2 separate regions of the Mus musculus genome follow, and region 2 is linked to region 1. The links are chromatin contacts, called in public HiChIP or PLAC-seq maps. All regions are on one chromosome and are shown on one strand. The core of a region is the stretch at or near the end of the contact, and the rest is flanking DNA. Distances in the headings are between cores, read along the strand shown. Region 1 overlaps Pdzd2 (PDZ domain containing 2). Region 2 overlaps Pdzd2 (PDZ domain containing 2).

The links. HiChIP or PLAC-seq counts read pairs in DNA pulled down with a chosen protein or histone mark.
Region 2: a contact with region 1 is called in an H3K27ac HiChIP or PLAC-seq map of extraembryonic endoderm stem cells. The contact joins two enhancer-like sites. A contact is called at or near these places in 17 of 484 Hi-C or Micro-C datasets (the HPC-7 cell line, Sertoli cells, Th1 cells and 13 more), 9 of 115 datasets of contacts at active chromatin or transcription factors (cardiomyocytes, differentiating embryonic stem cells, embryonic fibroblasts and 5 more) and 1 of 9 other capture datasets (embryonic stem cells).

Annotation. Positions count from the first base shown.
Region 1 is chr15:12,438,774-12,445,619 of GRCm38.p6, reverse strand. It overlaps Pdzd2 (PDZ domain containing 2), which reads left to right. Exons shown (of 26, transcript NM_001081064.2): 5 at 1-97; 6 at 3,008-3,140. Among named protein-coding and RNA genes, the nearest start is that of Gm52211, 50 kb to the left of the region's middle. Within about 2 kb of position 1,334, at least 13 of the 459 cell types and tissues checked have an H3K27ac peak or open chromatin away from gene starts, as enhancers often do. A contact at or near this core is called in extraembryonic endoderm stem cells, where this site is marked.
Region 2 is chr15:12,559,242-12,565,627 of GRCm38.p6, reverse strand. The region is part of intron 3 of Pdzd2 (PDZ domain containing 2); the gene reads left to right. Among named protein-coding and RNA genes, the nearest start is that of Gm52211, 71 kb to the right of the region's middle. Within about 2 kb of position 4,762, at least 9 of the 459 cell types and tissues checked have an H3K27ac peak or open chromatin away from gene starts, as enhancers often do. A contact at or near this core is called in extraembryonic endoderm stem cells, where this site is marked.

The DNA of each region.
Region 1 (6,846 bases), core at 85-2,584:
ATGGGCTGGGAATTCAGGTTAGTGGAGGCCGAGGATCAAAGCGCTCACCTCACGCTATCGTTGTCACCCAAGTGAAGGAAGGAGGTGCCGCTCACAGGTGACTAGATAACTCTTCCCCCATCCCTCTGCCCCTTGCCTTCCTCCTCCCCTTCCCTCGGGTGCTGGGTGCTAGTGTCTTTCGCTTGATCAAAGCTCTGGTAATTAAAAGATTTGTGGGAGCGCGGGAGGGAAACAGACAAGAGCCGCTCTCACTGGGCATGCCTCTGAACACAGGAAGTGGCTCATGAGGAAGGATGCTTAGGATATTCTAAACCGTGGAACAGAGATTTGATCTCTTTGTGCTCCCTCTTAGATTGCTTACAAACTCTTGGCATGCTGGCACTGACTGGGGTATTAAGTGTTTATTTATCAAGGAAGTTTATGCACCCACAACAGGAGATCACAGTCCTGCCATCTGAAGTCCTCTGAGTCAGTGACTTCAGGAAAGTGGCACTGTCTTAAAAGGTGGCCACCATGCAAATGTGTCAGATCAGAGTTTCACACACGCACACACGGGCTTGTGGTCACATGTCTCTACTGCACATGAAAAGGGGAAAAAAATTAATGTAAATCTTTGTGTAACCTAAAAAAGCAGCACTTATAAAGGTGGCTTTGTTTTGTTTCATTTGATATCAATTGTGTGAAGTAGGGAGAGGGACTGTGCTTAGCTGGAGCACAGATGAAAAAGGCTATCAGGCTATCTGAGTGTGAGGCTTATAGCCGTTCCCGAATGTCAAGCAAGGTCTTTGTTGTTCTACTTGCTTCTGTTCACATGGAGTATCTGTTATTTACAGGGCACAGTAGGGTATGTACATGTGTTGCCACGCCCACATGTCTACAATAAGAGTACACAGAGAAGGGCATTGATAGGGAAGTCATTGTCTTTTGCCTAGTCTGGAATTTCTTCAGGCAGGGGAGCCAGATCCTAAGAGGGATACAGCGGGCCACAGCAACGTCAGCCTTCCCAAGATGGAGAAGGAAAAATCTATCTCATAAGGTGTAGTTGAAGAAGCTAAGTTATTTAGGTTGGATAACAGGAAACTAAGGAGAGGACAAGGCAGAAACTAGCAGACTTCTTGCTCTTCAGCCTGTAAAGCAGGATGCTAAGAAAAACGACACTAGCAGTAAGATGAACTCCAGCGGTCAATTATCCAAGTGACAGCATTAAGATATTAAGACGTTAGATGGTTTTAACCCAGATGAGCATCGTTCCCGATAGGCCTTAAGGAACTCAGCAGCTAGCCGTTTTCCCATCACTGGTATGTCTTCCGTTCTGCTCTATCTAGGAGGTTGACAATTGGGAAACTCCGTGCTCAGAGATAAGCTTTCTATAGAGATGATGCTCTTGTTTTCCCACCAGAGCTGGGGCTGAATCCGTCCTATCATATTTTTTTTCTTCTCACTCACTTTTAGCCTGGAACAGTGTGTCTCTCTTCCCTGTGGTCTGTGACTCGCCAGCAGGGCGTTTGAATTAATACCAGGAGATGAGAGAAATGCAATTAGAGAGTAGAATAAGTGAAGGGATGGGCTGGGGCATCTTGGTGGTGTTAGGAATAAGTAAGCCCACCAGCCACGGCCACTGCCTTGTCTATGCCAGGCTTCCCTCCTCCCATAGGATCAGCTCCGACCCATACACCTAGATTCCAGGGTGCCCTTCCCTCCTGACTTTCTCATCCCCACTTTCTTACCATGCTAAGTAACTGGTAGCTCCCTTAGCGTTTCTCTACTGTAGGGATTTTTGGAAATAGAAGGCAGAGGCTATTGGAAGTCCCATGTGCCTTTTATCTTTTTTTTATAGCCTAAACTCTAAAGAAAGACTAGCATGTGAGCCTAGAAGAAGGAGACAATGAGAACGATGCTGTTGAAGGCAGAAAGGAGAAAAAGATGGAAGGGGAGATGCTGGTTGGTTCATTGGGAGGAGCACAGAAGAAAGAGCTATGTGGACCTGGGAAGATTTGGGTATGCGCAGGTTCCACTGTAGGACCTGGATGGTGATGGCAAGCCTTGAGAGACAGGGAGACCCCTAGGCGCCATGGTCTGCTTCACCAGATTTTCTGTCTGAGTGTCAGGGGCCTTTTGGTTTATGGAAGACAAGACCCTGGCCAGCTCAGCGGAATCCATTGCAGAAATCAGTTTCGAGGGTTGTGTGCACTGAGGGCCGTGACCTGCCCTAAGGAGACAGTCCCAGTAACAGCAAAGTCTCCTGCCAGCAGTGAGACAGGAGCTCAGAGTCAGCCGTAATTTAAATGGAAAAAAAAAAAGCCCAGGTTTTTACAACCACAGAAATGAATCAAATCTCAAACCTTTAACAATAGCAAGCTCAACACTTCATTGCTGTGATTGCTTCTGCTTCGCTAGTTTGTCCTCTGTGGGGGACCCAAGAGTGAAATAATCCTTGGAAAGTTTTATCTTCAAGGTCCTGTAGCTCTGTGGTGGGGTACGGAGGTACCAACACTTACCACATAGCCCCAGTTTCCCAGAAAGAATCCTGCTTCTGTCTGATGGGGCGGGGAGGGAGACACAATAGACCAGTGAAGGGCCGCAGGTGGGTTTGACGTGTCTTGGCACTGTCTGTGTTCAGCTTAGCAATAGCCCCGAGCTGATGACAGGGAGGATTAGGGAAAGATCGACTGACTTGAGTCTCCTAAAACCTGAGGGTCTTAGTTGCTCTATCACAATAGTCATCCAGATGAAGTGTCATTGACGTTCGTTGTCAGAGACGCTTAGCTTAAGAGTGAGTGTATTGGTAAGTGACTGTCAAGAGTCCCAGAGACTGTCAAAGAGTCCATGAGTCTGGATACTAGCGTTAACGCAATCCCACCCAAAACCATCTTTGGTTGTCTTTCCTTCCTCTTCCACCTTATCTAACTGTCCTGTCTCATGACTCTGCCTAGCTCCTAGAAGACGGCACTTCTCTAACCCAGAATGTCTTGACCAGGGGTCTTTTTTCCCATCTCCGTTTCTTCAGGGATGGCAGGCTGTCCTTAGGAGATGAACTGCTGGTGATCAATGGTCACTTACTGGTCGGGCTCTCCCATGAGGAAGCTGTGGCTATTCTGCGCTCAGCCACTGGGATGGTACAGCTGGTGGTGGCCAGCAAGGTAGGTAGTTTCTGTCATTCTTGGTATTTATCATGGTAGTATGAGTCCGGACGGGAGCCCTTCCCATGCCAGCAGGTATGTGCATGCTTACGGCTTATCTTGGGCGGTAGCTGTGATTCCACAGATGTGCACATGTGACTGAAATGTGCTTGATTAAGTCATTAAAGATGCTTGTTAGAAAAGTTATAACAGAATGAAGGAGAAGGTAAAGAATAGGAGATGCAGAAACATGATAGGAGGAAAAAGAAGGCTGCATGGAATTTTTTTTTTTTTTGGTCACTATGATGAAATGCCTGAGATAGGTGACTTAAAGAAGAAGAAAGGTTATTAGGGCTCATGGCTTCAGTGTATGACCCCCTGGATCCCTTACTGGGCCTATGACCATACAGAAACGTTGTGGCAAAAGAGTATAGTGGACAAAGGAAAGTTGTGTGCCCTGTGCAGTCAAGAAATAAAGACACTGAGACATGAAGAGGCCCTTCAAAGACACATATCCCAGGGGCCCTCTTAGCCCAACTAGGCCCCATCTTTCAGTTTCTACCACTTCCCAGTACTCCAATTGTGGATCCATTAATGGATCCATCCATCTGTTACATAAGAACACTCAGGACCAACCACTTACCTAAGTCTCACCTCCAAGTATTGTACGAAGGACCAGGCCTTCAGCATAGCTGGGGGTGAGGGGGCGTGGACACTTCACATCCAAACCACCACAGTAAGGAATGCATCTTCTGAGGCCAGAATGAGAAAAGTCTCAGGGCTGTCTGTGGAGAGTCCTGGTCCCTAGTCTAATCACCCCTACGTTGTTAGAGCTGGAAGAAGCTCTATGCCTCCTTTGTCCAACCACCTCCACCTTCCCTTCCTCCCCAACTCGGCAGATATGACAGTGGGCAGAGCATCCATAGTGGCTGCCATCTTGCAGAGGTCATGGTGCTGTCAACAGTGCCAGATAGCAAATGCTTGGCACACCACCCTCTGTCCCATTCTGCTGCCATATCTCCCTCCTGGTCTTCACTGTTATCACCGGATCCTGAAACCCAAGTCTGGGTTTCTTTCACCTGTGTGTGTTGATGTAATGACTCTGTCATGGGCTCTTATGATCTGCATTCAAAAGTTCCTAGAGAAAGGCTGCCGATGCCACGGCTCTGAGGAGGCCAGGAGACAATGACTGCTCTCCTTCTGCTAGGTCTTCTGGTTATGCTGTTGAGACCATTAAAGAGGTCCTGTGACTTAGGAGTGAGTAAGGTAGAACCACATGGCTCTTTCTGCCGCTGAGTGGCTGACTGGGAGAATCTGTGTGAGGCCACACACAGCTCAGCTCTGCATAGAGTCTGCTGCCATTGTTTCTAATTCCCTTTCCATCTTCCTGCTTTTTATTTTGAACCTTGGCATCTGTAGGTTTTCCTGTATTTTTTTCTTTTTTAGATTATAAGATCTAGCACCAGTTTGGGGAATGCAGTTGGTTCTCCATATCCATGAGTCTCCATCCATAGGCTCAACCAACCCCAGATGGAAAGTATTTAAAGTAACAATTGTATTTTTACTTAACACAGACCCTAACCCCCTCCCTTTGTTGCTCCTTAAATAATCCAGCAGCTATTTATAGATCATTCACATTGTATGACAACCTGGGAACTATTTAAGGGATAGATATGTTTTATACAAATATTATATCGTGTTGTAGGAAGAAGGATTTAAGCATCTTAAGCTCTGGTGTCTCACAGGTAACAAAAGACAATTATATATAATACCAGATTAGGATTCCTTTTCAAGCTATCTGAAAAATCTGCCTCAGGCCGGGCATGGTGGCACAAGCCTTTGATCCCAGCACTTGGGAGGCAGAGGCAGGCGGATTTCTGAGTTCGAGGCCAGCCTGGACTATAAAGAGAAACCCTGTCTTGAAAAACAAAACAAAACAAAACAAAAAAAGTCTGTTTCTCTTCCTACCTCTTACCCCAAACCTTTGAGGAGAACATTAGGGTTGCCAAGGTACGCCTTGGGTGAAAGTTGTAAGCGCCTGAGGCAGATCTGAGCCCACTCTTCCTGTAGCCCTTTGCTCCCTACAGAGGTTTTGTGGGCCCTGGGAACTTCTCCTGAATCTTCTATACCCAAAGGGCTATCTGCATCTCTCCACAGGGACAAAGAAGGATAGAGGTCCTGGGAGCTTCTCTGTCCCCCTGCTAATCATTCCTTTCAGGGACGGGGGGACATGCTTCAAGGGAAGAAAGACCACCTCTTCACTTTGCCTAGCAGATCAGCAGTTTGGCAGCATCCCTGGGTCTTGCACATAGTCCTGTGTTGGCAGCCTACTTCATTTGCACAGCTACCTCCATCCAGGGAGCAGCTCAAAGTGTCAGTTTCTGCCCAGGATTATGGCATGTGCCATCACAGCCTCAGGTCTAAACAGCTCACTTTAACCTGCTAAACTCGGAGGAGGAATAGGGGGATGCCTTCTCCATGCTAAATGTGTGGAGACGTGGGCCACTACTGGCTGCTCAGAAGAATCTGTGCAAGGCCACACACATCTTAGCTCTGCAGAGCTATGCTGTTGCCCTATGAGGTACACTCACAGGACCTCAAAGATGGTTCCGAGTAATGCCAGGCTCTCCACCTACCTGGCCCCTTAAAAGATAAGAGGTAGAGTATATAACAGTTGCCAGATACTAGAATCATCTCAGTAGATGCTAAACCAATCCCTTGAGGCAGATGTGTGTTCTTATTCAAAGACTTCCATTTAAATCCCAGCGATTATTTAACTTCCTTGGGGGCAGTAGACAAAAGCAGGTTTTCTGCCAAGTCCAATAGATTGCGAAATGTCTGCTGCTGCCATTCTCCCAGCCGCCCTAGAGGTAAAGAACATGTAAAGTGTAACAGAGCAGGGTGTCAGAAAAAGATAGTGTGCTCCTCCCAGAGGCCCTGGGTTCTTATAGGGCTGAGCAACATCCGGGAACCAGTTCTCACACCACAGGATCCTGGGCACCCACCCCAGATCTCAGAGGATAACTAACACCTTTCAGTTCCTGCTGTGTGTCCTGTTTACACTCAGGCAGCCAGCGATCCAGCCTGCTGCTGGTTCCTAACCTTGTCCCCAACTGTCTGAGTGCTCGTCCATGCAAGAGGAAGAGGAGCATTCATCAGCAGGTTTCTCCTGGCATCCAGCCATTCTTCCTCTTTATCTAACCAGAGTAGGAAAGCCATAGGCTTGGTTTTGCCTTTATCCCTGGGGTTTGAAGGATGGGAGGGTTTCCAGCGTCCAACTATAAAGAATAATAAAAATGTAAAAATCTTACTATTCTAGATCTAGGACACTTGTCACAAAACTTTAAGGCATTGTCCGGAAGTGTAGTCACCTCATGGAGAGGATGCCGGATGCTTCCACAGAAACAGGCAGTTAGCCTGTATCCTAGTAGGAGCTTGGGTGTCTGTGTTGTGAAAGCCGACCTGCCGGTGTGCTGGATAGTTTTTTGTCAACCTGATGCAAGTCAGGGTTCTCTTGGGAAGGGGAGCTTCCGGCAAGTCTGTGGGGACATTTCCTGATTGATTAGGAGGTGCCCAACACACTGGTAATATCACCCCTGAGCAGGTGGACTGCGGTTCTATAAAAACAAGTTGAGCAAGCAGGCCACGGAGAGTACAGCCAGGAAGCAGCCTTCCTCTATAGCCACTGCTTCAGTTCCTACTTCCAGGTCCCCCTGCCTTGGTTTCC
Region 2 (6,386 bases), core at 3,513-6,012, 120 kb before region 1:
GCCACCCCAGGTCACTTCACCTGAGAGGACCCTTGAGAGAGTTTCCCAGCAGAAAGAGGTGGAGGCCCTGCTCTGGGGACAGGACTTCCTGCACCTTGTCCAGCATCATTACCAGCTTCAGAAAAACAGGAAGAGGTCATCACATTTGAGGTTCTTGTATTTGCTTTCATTTCCTTGCCTTCCCGACCGAGGTCATCTCTGAAGACTCCGTTCTGTTCACAAGGCTGCCAGCGTCTTCATTTATCATCGCAGATCTCCTTAAGAAGGCTGGAGAGTTTGGAACAGCTAAGACAGATGTTTACCGCTATGCACTTCCATGATTCTGACCTCAGCAGTGGCTGGAGAAGACAGGCGTTTGGCTCTTAAGTTATAAATAATAGTGCAAAGGGAACATTCTGTAAACAACGGCCACAGGTTTTAATATTGATGCTGTAACCATGAGCAAGTTCAAGGTTTAGAACTCAGATCTACTGCCCCAAAGAGAGAGCCATGAAACCTGAGCTTTCAGGGAACAAAGAGAAATATAGTTTTTATTCCTAAGAAGTTCATTGGTTGTGATGGTTTCTTGAGGGGTGGTGGTCCCTGCGGGCTTAATTATAGGAACCTTGCGTATGCTGTGAATATTTATAGTGTTGCTCGAACTTTCCCATGCATCCAAGGAATAGTCATTTTCCTATTTTTTAAAAAAGTACGTGTCAGGGTGGGGTGCATGCACATGCGAGTGCAGGTGCCCATGGGTCCAGAAATGGGTGTCAGGTCATCTGGTACTAGAATTGCAGGCAGTTGTGAGCCACCTGATATGAATTCCAGGAAACTAACTTGGGGTTCCTCTGTAAGAACCACTGAATTATCTCTTCAGTCCCTGTGTTCCTATTTTTGAAACCCCATTTTGGTTTGATTATTAAATTTTGCTGTCAAAATAAGAAATATTTTGTAGATTTGTTTGCTTGTTTTTAGGTTGCTTGAGACAGGATCTCAAGTGGTGGCCTGACATTCTTTATGTAGCCCAGGCTGGTTTCAAATTTATAGCAATCTTCCTACCTCGGCCTCTTGAGTACGGGGATTCCAGGTTTGGCCTGCCATGCTTAGCAACTGACAAACATTTTCAGTTACAAAGTAGTGTGTATTCAATACAGGAAAGCATAAAGAAAAAGCCATCCCGCCGTGGTGATGTGCTAGGTGACTATTCTTCTAAATTGGACACTTACATAGTGACAAATATACACAGTATTTATCCATCTATCTATAGATAGGGTTTGGTGGTCTCTATACCCTTAAGAACCTGATGAACCTTGACCCCAGTACAGATGAACTGTGTGACTTCGTACAATTTCTTAGCTCCAAAGTTTCTCTATATAAAAGCGAATAAAGAAAACATTATCTAGAATTAGAGAAAGATATGTATGTGAAGACTCATCACACATTGTGCCTGACGCACAATGAACACTCAGTGAACGGAAGCTGTTATTAACTTGTAACGTTCTCTTGTCAGTTCTGAAAGCATCTAACTTGAGATGCCTTGTGGTAGCTTTGGAAGACTACCAGTTTCCCCTTCATCTCGATCCTGTTGTGGTGAGGATTTGCATATATTTGAATCCTTTACACAACTGAGTTCTGAACCCACCATTATAGTCATTGTTCAAACAGACACGTATGCACATTTACAGTTAGGTGCCGGCAGGCTAAACGCGCCAGCACATCGGAGCTCACGGCCCCTCTACAAGGTAACTGTGTTACTCTCAGGTATAAATGAGAGAATGCAGACCAGCGAAGGAGGTCAGAAACCCAATCCTTCTTCTTCAGACTTGCCCTGGCAGCCCAGCACCCCATCAATAGCACATTCTTTCTGGGTATGGAGACAAGTCTCAAAGCAGCTTCCTGTCCAGGCTCTGCTGGATCCCACATGGACAAGGGAGGTACCCTAGACCCAGGTCAGAAAGCTGAAGAGTGGGGTTGAGCATACATGCTGCAGTGCCTGTATCAGAGGGCGTTCCTGTGGAGTTTCCCCTTTCCCCTTTATATGGGCTCTGGGAATCGATATCGGGTCACTAGGTGTGTGCGGCAGGCACTCTTACCTATTGAGCCATCCCAGTGGCCCCAGAAGTTCCATCTTCGTGGCTGCATTTCACCTTGAGGAGTGGGTGTAATGATACGTGCTGTTCCTTCCTTGTGGGTGCAAAGATGGCCAGATGAAAGTGATGATACTCGTATCATGATAGAAACCCTTTATTAGGCTATCTAATGAACGCTCACTCTACTTTTACTACCAATTACTACATCTTACTAATGGCCATGATATCACGCAGGGTTTTACTACCATGACTGCCTTTAACAGTGTTTTCATGATGATTCAAGGTGCTCCCACCTCCCTGGAACAGTAACAACTCTTGCTGCTCTCACGATGTCCTCCCTCGCCAGGTCCCCACCTAGAACTGCACCAGCTGTTGCTTACTCCCCTTCTATCTGCAGCGCTCTCACATGCAGTCCTGGTTACCTTGCATGACCCCCGCTAGACCCTTTCCCGTTGAGTGCATCTGTACATGGGTTCATCATCCTTGAGGTAGAGTTAGGTTGGTCCTTTGTACAGCGCTGTGGGTCAACAACATGACTTCAATCGGTTGAGGTTACTTCCTGAAGCTTGGAGAAAAACCTGGGGTTTTCATTCGATAGAAATAACTCAAAGCTTCACCTCTGCTCTCTCCGAGTAGGAAATCTCTAGTGGGTGGAGAGTAGTGGTGGGTGTGATCAGAGATGGTGTGATCAGAGATGGTGTGACCAGAGATGGTGTGATCAGAGATGGTGTGATCAGAGATCTAGTGGGTGGAGAGTAGTGGTGGGTGTGATCAGAGATGGTGTGACCAGAGATGGTGTGATCAGAGATGGTGTGATCAGAGATGGTGTGATCAGAGATCTAGTGGGTGGAGAGCAGTGGTGGGTGTGATCAGAGATCCTGGGGTTAGAGAGCCCCAAGTGGTTAGGAACAGGAACCTGGTTCTTGAGGTCAGAAGGATTGGGGGTGCTCCACACCTGTTCAGATTTCCTTAATGTGGCTCAGTGACTTGTTCCAGGAGATGTGTAAGAGAGCAAGGCAAAGTTAAACTCACGTTCGTACGGTAATTACTTGGAAAGAGAAGAAGGGTTACTGAGGCTGAACTTAACGATGCAAAAGGAGTGGCAAGGGGAGAGAATTACAGACTGAGTGAGGAAGGCGAGGGAGAGGTGAGGGGCTTCAACTCAGTTGTAGAGAAAGTGATTAACCCTCTCCTTGTAGGGAGACATCAGTGAAAGATACCACAAAGGCTATTTTCAAGGCCTCTGGTTTTTTGTTTGTTTGTTTTAAGATTTATTTATCTTATGTATATGAGTACACTGTAGCTGTCTTCAGACACACTAGAAGAGGGCATCAGATCTCATTACAGATAGTTGTGAGCCACCATGTGGTTGCTGGGAATCCAACTCAGGACCTCTGGAAGAACAGTTAGTGCTCTTAACTACTGAGCTTCTGGGTGTTTGTTTGTTTGTTTATTTGTTTTAATTTAATTTTATTTGTAATTGATTTTTTTTCTACACTCCATTCTCCACCCCTCCCCATCCACCCTCCGACTGCTCCACATCCCACACCTCCTCCCCACCCCACCCCATCTCTACTTCGGTGCCCCCACCTCCCCACCCTACCTGACCTCTAAACTCCCTAGGGCCTCCAGTCTCTTGAGGGCTAGGTGCATCATCTCTGAATGAACACAGACCCAGTAGTCCTCTACTGTATGCGTGTTGAGGGCCTCATATCAGCTGGTGTATGCTGTCTGTTTGATGGTAAGGCTTCTGATTTTTAACAAGGCATTATACGTGTGTGTGTGTGTGTGTGTGTGTTAAATTACTCACCTATTGAATGTAAAAGAGCTTTTTATAAAAAGCCAAATAGCAGGTACAAACTAATATTACCAGATTAGTCAATAATTAAAAAATTAGTATGTAATATTTAGGAGATGGAATAGAAATATATGTATTTGCATCTGTAATTTAAATTTAACTGAGTCCCTGTATTTTCTCTGCCAGCACATGAACGAACCCAGGCACCAGACATGCTAGCCATGTCTGTAGGGATATAGGACAGCCTCTGGCATACTCTGTAACTTTAGATCTACTTAAGAGTTTCTAGGAGACCCTTTGCAGGGATGTGGTGCTCGCTATTAGAGCCACCTGGAAAGACTGGGCACAGGCCAGGCCTGCAGGGTCACACAGCAGCTGCAATGGGTTCATCTGACAATGCTCTGTTCGGAGACAATTCTCAGGGGCCAAGCAGAGCCAAACACCTCTGTGGGCTGGAACGTACTTTTTGTTTTGTTTTGGTTTTGGTCCAGCACAAGGGGAGCTTAAGTGTGGGGTTCAAGCTAGGGAGGCAGACACAGGGGCAGAGCTGCACATTGCACCGGTGTTCTGTCTCTGAAGAGAACAATCAGATCATCTCCAACTGACGTTAGGAACACTTATTAGTGGGCTGCAGTTTGAGTGAGATTTTGCATCAGGCCAGGTGTGATGGCTCACATCTGTAATCCTAGCACTTGGGAGGCTGGGCGAGGCGGATCACAACTTGGAGGCCACACGCTACATAGTGAGATCCTGTCTCGAAAAAGGGAGATAATAATGATGATGATAATAACAACAACAACAATAGATTACGTGAGGATAACATAGCGAGAGCTCATCTCAAACAAACAAAACAGACTCTGTCAGGTTAGTCAGAGTTCACGAAGATTTCTCTCAGTCAGGGGACCCTTTCATTGTATACTTAGTAAATAATTAAATGGATTTAGGACATCTGGTTGGAGTGGTTAAACACTCCCCACGAGTAAAATAATTGCTGGAGAAGTTCCAGGGGGTGTCGGTGGGGATTCGGGAAGCTGGAACTCATCTCAAGTTTTGATAAGATGGAGTAGTGAAGTAAGCTGAGCCATAGAGGGAGAAAGGAGTGGGGGGATGGTATTTAAGCGCTACTGATACCATAAGGCGGGCTTGATGTGGGAGGAACTGGAAGTCCCTTATACGATGAAGAAAGGAGTCGGAGAAAAGAGAATGTTTAGGCAGAGAAGATAGGGAAGAGGTGTGCTGGCTGGGCATAGGGGACCCGTGACAGGGAAGTAGGAAAAGAAATCACTTTGGTACACAGGGAGCTCTGCCATCCAGTATACACTGTTTACTGAGTGTTCATCACTTGTGGCCACCGAAGCAAGACGTGAGTCCTACCTCCACATGTGATCTCTCTCTTGCCAGGATCTCAGCTTACCTGCAACTCTTAAAGGTCCTGGGCAGGGGATTGTTTATCAAGAAAATGTTTGCAGTGCAGGGGGTAGGAGCAAGTCTCTGAGTTGAGTGTTGAAACATAAATGAGTTTTTCCTAAGACACCAAGGTAGGACAATGCCTGTCACATACCCACCTGAGCCGATTAGCTAGTCATTATTCAGCATTAATAGCTTGAAATTACCAGGAGAGGTTGAGAACCGTGCATCCCTGACCTAGGACCCCAGTACCAGGTGGTGAATCGGTGTTGAAAGTCAATCCTGAATGTTGGCCAGATGCAGTGGGTATCTGCAAGCAGGAGCAGAACCCGTCCTGGGATCTGCGTCTCTTAGGCTGGAGTCATCTCCAATGAACCTTTCTTCTCATCAGGTTCACCCTGCAGAACACTCAGCAATGGTCTGAAGGGAGACTCACCAGACTTGGTCATCAGCTCCAGTGACAGAATCACTGGGGGGTGGGAAAGGGGGGGGGGAACACTGGTCTGTCTATAGAACTAAAGCTGGCTTGCAGGAGCTGGTAAAATTGACTCATAGAGCCCAGCTAACAACATTAGGGGTGTTTACAGACCTTTCTCACCAAGTCCCTTGACAATCTCAAATTAGACAGGTGAAGAGAAGATTTCTGACTTCTAGTAACTGCAGAAACCTTCTGCCGCAGATTTGGATAATGATATTTCAAGTGCTTGAGGCAGCCAGAGGGGGCTGAGTCCTGTAAGTGTCCTTCAAACATTAGCTCACCGCCTCAAGGGCTTAGGATGTGGTTGGCATTGCTTGAAATCGGTCTGGCCCAAAATGTTTTAAAGTAAATTCCACCTGAGATGAAGAGTGTGGGGACACTCCAGACCATCAGCAGGCTCAGGGGTGAATGTACAGGCAACCTTTGCTTAGGCGGTAAGCAGCAAGCCTGTTTAAATAGACTCTGAAAGTAAAATTTCAGAGATTCTTTTACATTGAGGTGTGTAAGTGGCTTGATTTCTTTCTTCGTCTGTACTTCAAGAATCATGGTTCAGGGATGATTAAGAAGAAAATATAAGGACTGGGCATGTATGAAGCTCGGTTGATAGAGTGTTTGCTTAGCATGCACAAAC